2 separate regions of the Mus musculus genome follow, and region 2 is linked to region 1. The links are chromatin contacts, called in public promoter capture Hi-C maps. All regions are on one chromosome and are shown on one strand. Each heading gives the region's core, a stretch centred on a gene start, on an enhancer-like site or on the middle of the called end of the contact. The rest is flanking DNA. Distances are from core to core; before and after follow the strand shown.

The links. Promoter capture Hi-C pulls out the DNA fragments that hold promoters and counts their contacts.
Region 2: a promoter capture Hi-C map of liver shows a contact between it and region 1, with 1.7 times the contacts expected there. The contact joins the enhancer-like site here to the promoter of Ap3b2 in region 1. A contact is called at or near these places in 7 of 39 promoter capture datasets (the 3T3-L1 cell line, cranial neural crest, embryonic stem cells and 3 more), 3 of 484 Hi-C or Micro-C datasets (B cells, cerebral cortex and embryonic stem cells), 3 of 115 datasets of contacts at active chromatin or transcription factors (double positive thymocytes and embryonic stem cells) and 3 of 9 other capture datasets (adipose tissue, liver and pancreatic islet).

Annotation. Positions count from the first base shown.
Region 1 is chr7:81,492,557-81,495,249 of GRCm38.p6, reverse strand. It overlaps Ap3b2 (adaptor-related protein complex 3, beta 2 subunit), which reads left to right and starts at 1,325. Exons shown (of 26, transcript NM_021492.3): 1 at 1,325-1,742. The coding sequence starts at 1,630. BC048679 (cDNA sequence BC048679) reads left to right here. Exons shown (of 6, transcript NM_001193274.1): 5 at 1-124; 6 at 872-976. The coding sequence ends at 904.
Region 2 is chr7:81,540,939-81,543,631 of GRCm38.p6, reverse strand. Fsd2 (fibronectin type III and SPRY domain containing 2) reads left to right here. Exons shown (of 13, transcript NM_172904.2): 10 at 1,459-1,592. Among named protein-coding and RNA genes, the nearest start is that of Mir1839, 12 kb to the right of the region's middle. Within about 2 kb of position 1,316, at least 28 of the 459 cell types and tissues checked have an H3K27ac peak or open chromatin away from gene starts, as enhancers often do. A contact at or near this core is called in adipose tissue, cerebral cortex, hippocampal neurons and 1 more, where this site is marked.

The DNA.
Region 1 (2,693 bases), core at 76-2,575:
TGGCGTTGACCCTAGGGTGCTGGAGAGCCGCGTGCGAGAAGCTATGGACAACGATCCTCCTCCCTACCATCCCACTAGCAGCAACTGTGTGCACTTTGCACTGAACCTGTTGGGCATGGACTCAGTAAGTGCCTCTCTTCTACCTGCCCACATCCCATGCCAGCCCCAGTCTGCTAACAAAGGCACCTAACCAACTTGCTCCAGCATAATTCAGATGATTCCCCTCTCCACTACACCCAGACCAGGTTCCTTTCATCTTAAACTCTTTACTCTGGCAATCTAAAGTCCCCAGAATAGGTGTACCTATTTTTGAAGTTACACACTTTGAAACCCTTTAGCGCCAGGTAGACCTCAGGCTACTGTTCTTAGATCCTGAGCAGATATATTTACTGAACATGACCGATCTCCAACCCAGGGGCTGCTCCAACTCCATCCTTCTTTTTGCAGTAGAACTTTCTATTGATCCAAAGTCCGCCTTTCTCAGTTCCATCCTTTTCCAAACAGTCCACCAATTCTGATCTTAGAGAATTGGGACCCTAGTCTACAAATCTCGGTCCTTGGGAATACTTCCATTCTATGAGCCTGGCCAGGAGTTCCCAATCACTCAACCTCATGTCCAAAATCTAGACCAAAGATAAACAATTCACCATCAGCCTAGTCCAGGGTGTTCTCTCTAATCCAGAACTAGCTACAATCCTTCTTCTTGCTTTCCTTCCTTCCTTCCTTCCTTCCTTCCTTCCTTCCTTCCTTCCTTCCTCCCTTCCTTCCTTCCTTGGGTCTTAGGAGCTAAGCTTGATAAATCACAAAGTCCTGGAGACCTGGCAATTACACCAGACCCTAACTCAATCTGTTCGTCTTCTTTCCCTTCTAGATGTCAATGGACAGGAACCTAACCAGTGATTAATGTGACCTTGGGTCCTCCTGAATGGGCCAAAAGAGGTTTCAGAAGGGATCATTAAAGTATTTTCCCAAACGTAATTAGGATGTTGGAGGTTCTCTTTACTCCACCTAGAACTGATTTGCTCCCAGAATGCCCTTAGCACTTGCTTCCTGGGTCAGCCTCCTCTTAAATTCCACTTCTTCCAGGAAGTTGCTATGATTCCCAGTGAGTAAGCAGGTTATCCTCAGAGGGATTTAGACTGTGTGAAAAAGGATGGAAAGGTACCCACCCCTAAATCTCCAAGGTAGATGTTCCAACCCAGGCCTGCGAGTATGGCCTTCTTTCAGTGTCCCTCACGTCCCCCTCTCTCACTGCATGGGTGGGCGGGTCCGTGGAGGTCAGGTGATCGGGAGGGCGGAGGCAGGAGGTCCGCATCCCTCCAAAGACTATACAGTCATCAGCCCTGCAGCCTTGCTCACTGTGAGAGACCTTTAGATGCTTGCAGTTGCCAGAGAGTTCTGAGAGATTGGGACAGGGCAGGCGCTGTTCCTCCGTCCCCTGTCAGCTCACCCCAACCCTGCACTCCGCGGGTGGTGCCGGTCCCTTTAAGAACCTTAGCGCTCAGCCCTGATTGCTGAATCTGCGCGCTGCCTCCGCCGCGCAGATTGCAGCTCCGCAGAGCTAGGCGTGCATCCCATTCCTCGACCAAAGCCCAACCCGGCCGCTCAGCCACCCCTCAGCGCAGATCCATGTCGGCCGCTCCGGCCTACAGCGAAGACAAGGGCGGCTCAGCCGGTCCCGGGGAGCCAGAATATGGCCACGACCCGGCGAGCGGCGGTATCTTCTCCTCGGACTACAAGCGGTGAGCTAGCGAGCGCCGGCCGGGTGCGGCTGGCGCGCAGGCACCATGGACAGCGCCCGCGAGGCTGCGGCCCTGCCGACCCAGACCCGCCCTGCGCGCTTCCCGGGGTTCCCGCAGCAGGGCCACTTCGCCTTTAGCTACGAAGGGGCGGGGGACCCAAGGCTGGTGGGGGAGGGACCAGACAGGCGGGGTCCTTATGGAACAGCTGCGATGATGTTTGCAGCCTTTTATTCGCTGGCTCAAAGAGAAACCAAAACAAAACCCCCAAAACCAATTCCGTAGGGGACGGGTCTGAATTGGGGAACTGGAGTTTGAGTGTGGTCCACTCCAGGAAGCCGGCCCTGGATGTAGACTGAGAAACTGGCTCCTCCTGCAAATTAATTTCTCCATCTTTCCCCAACCCCCACATTGCCCTATGATTCAGCCCTACTTGGTTTGAATCTTACCTTTGACTCATTCATTTATTTGTTCATAAATTCAATAGCACATTAATTAAAGGCCTGTGGACCTGTTAGTCACGGAACGGAGTAGTGAACAGGAGCCAATAGATTGTTCCAACCGGGAGCACAATTGTAGCCCTGACAATTCAAGGGTCAGGAGTGGGAGTGCAAGACATGTTCCATTTCAGGGAGGAAGGTACTCTCGTGTTAGAAATGGGTCTGGGGTCTCAGGGAAATCACCACACAATCCAGAGCACAAGGCGCAAGCGAATGCACTTCTTCAGAAGGGTCACTCAACCAGGCAGGTTCACCGAGTGCGAGTCCCACTGGATTTTTATTACTAATGATCGGGTGACCCTGTTCCTTACCCTGCATGGTCAGTGCTAGGCCTCACATGCTCAAGCAGCTGCAAACAGCAACAAACCCTTAAAAGTCAGTCAACTGATATGCAAAGTGCAACTTTTGAGAACAGGATGCAGCTGTGAGCACATACTTTGATCTTAGACAAATG
Region 2 (2,693 bases), core at 67-2,566, 48 kb before region 1:
TCAGGCTTAGAGCCAGGCAGTCAGACCTGAAGCTTACAGGTCAAGGACTCCGGGAGTCCAGGGTAGCTCTGCTGGGGACTGCGGGAAGGCACTGAGCTGGGTCATGAGAATGGAAAAGGCCTTTGAGGCCGTTAGAGAGGCTGATGTAAGCCAACCAGGAGCCTGTGAAGAAGGAACGCTGTGAACTTACTGTGGACTCTGGATGGGACAGAGTGCAGAATGCTCTTCCCACAGGGGACCTTCTACAAAGAATCGCGTTAACTATGGTGAGCGAATGTACTTGGATGCAGAGACATGGAGAGGAAGCCCTGGCATGTCCATATTATCTCTGTGGGAATGGCAAAGGCCTAGGAGAAATATTGTTGGCTCTTCTTATATGCCCAAGGATGATAAAACATAGCATCTCCCTCGCTCGCTACACTTGCATCTGCTTAAGCTAACTGCAAACGTCACCTCATGTTTTGTTTGCTTAATAAGAACGAGACGTGCTTTGTTTGCACTACTTGAGCTCAGACGTTCAGAGTCCCCTGGTTATCCCACATAGATCATTGGCATTTTCCTTCAATCCACAGAGACTTATCCCTGCTGGCCGGGTCTGGTTGAGAGCCTTAGAGCCTATCATGTATTCTATGTATCTGTTCTTGCCGAGATCTGTGTGCCTATAGCCACAGCAAAGCTGGAGATAGAAGTCTGGGGAGGGGTCCAGTGATTCGGACCACCCTAGCAACTCAGGTTTCCTTTGCTGTTTATAATAACCTGGGATTGGGCCAATCCATAATGCTGGAGCCCTCGGAAGACAGGTTAGCAGCTTGGGTGATCTGAGGTGCTGTTTACTCTCATAGAACAAACTGAATCACGTGTCCCATCACTGAAGGAAAGGCTCGTCCCGCTTCAGACCTCAGCTTGCCTCTCTTCCCGCACAGACCGCAGGTTCCCTGGGAATAGGGATTATATCGGGTTTCCCAGGGTGTATAGCATCTGGGATGGAAGGAGCTTGGTTAATCTACTGAAGTGAACAAGCAGAAGTGTCTCTCTGGCCCAGAGCTGCAGCCTCCAAGATGACATCCTGTTCTCATGTCTGTACATGGGCACCATCCTGAAGACTTTGGTTGTCCATTTCAGTTGAATGGAAATGGGGTTGACAGCCACAGAAATCCAGATGGTGTAATGAGCTTGTATTCCCGTACAGTCCAACTGAAATGATCTGGATCATTCTCTGTGACAGTTGCTCCAGTAGTCACATTGAGCACAGTGTTGGGTGCTTGGGGAACCTGGCTGAGGAGCTCGGAAGGGAGCCAGCCAGACACAGACTGGCAAGCAAGCTGTGAGCTGTGGGCGACCTGCCCAGGGATCTGAGCGTCTTGGCTGAGTTGCTGTGGGTCAGAGGACAGTGGGTGTAAAAAGGGTGGCTGATGCCTGGGCTCCTGCTCACAGTTGCTCTGCTTCTTCTGTGCATAGATCTGTCGTAGGCATCCCAACCTGTGAATCCCTGATACAGCTGCAGCCTAGACACAGCTATACCATCTATGTGCGAGCCCTCAACGTGGGAGGCACCAGTGCCAGAAGTGAGCCTGCTACAGTGCACACCACAGGTCTGTAAGCCAGCCACACTCTTGGGACTCAAAATTAGCTCTCCATGTCCCTCAAGTACCAGAGGCTATCCCACTGGATCTGGGTGGCCTGTTTTTGTTGTTGTTGTTGTTGTTTGTTTGTTTGTTTTTTGAGACAGGGTTTCTCTGTGTAGCCCTGGCTGTCCTGGAACTCACTTTGTAGACCAGGCTGACCTCGAACTCAGAAATCGACCTGCCTCTGCCTCCCAAGTTGCTGGGATTAAAGGCGTGTGCCACCACTGCCCAGCAGCCTGTGTATTTCTTACTTCATGGGTTGTTTGGCTTTGTTTTTTGAGATGGGATTTTGCTTTGTGTCTCAGGCTGGTCTCGAATTTAATATGTAGTCAAGCTGACCTGGAGCTCAAGGTGATCCTTCTGCCTCAGCCTCTCCAGTGCTGGGCATTACAGGTGTGAGCCAGAACACCTGCTTTGGAAGACGGTTTTACCACATTCCCAAGAACTCCAAATAGCCAGGCTCCTGCTCCTTCTGTAAGAAGGAGCCCCTCCCCTGTTAGAAGCCAACTGAGTCTCCACTGTTCAACCTCCTCCCGACTTCCATGCTCTGTCTGACCATCCTGGGTGCTGACATCCCGTCCCATGTGCCTTCACTATGTCAGAGAACTGGCATGTCCCAGGTCCAAGTCCTAAGTAAGCAGAGACCTCATTAGAAACATCCATTGCCAAGCCCAGCCCAGCTGACCCATCCCCTGCAATGCTCTGCTAAAAATCTCCCAGAGCAATCCAGTTCAAGCCAGCTGAGTGGGTGGCCTCCAGGTGAGCGGCAGAAGCAGAGAGGCCAGCCAGTGTTTGGGAACAAATGTCCCTTCCTGAGCTCTTTCACTGAAACACTCTGAGCCTCTGTCCCTGTTCCCATTGGCAGGAGGTTAGGTCTGTGACTGGCACATTCATATTCCAGCCTCACAGATGGGAAGAGCAAGCTGGGTGTTTTGAAATTAAAGCTGCTTGCTCTGAAAAACAAACTGAACAACACTGAGAGCAGAAAACAAAGGCATAGCCAGCTCTGTTCAGAGCCTCTTTCAGAGGCTGAGGCAGGAGAATTGTTACAAGTTTAAGGGCTGCTTA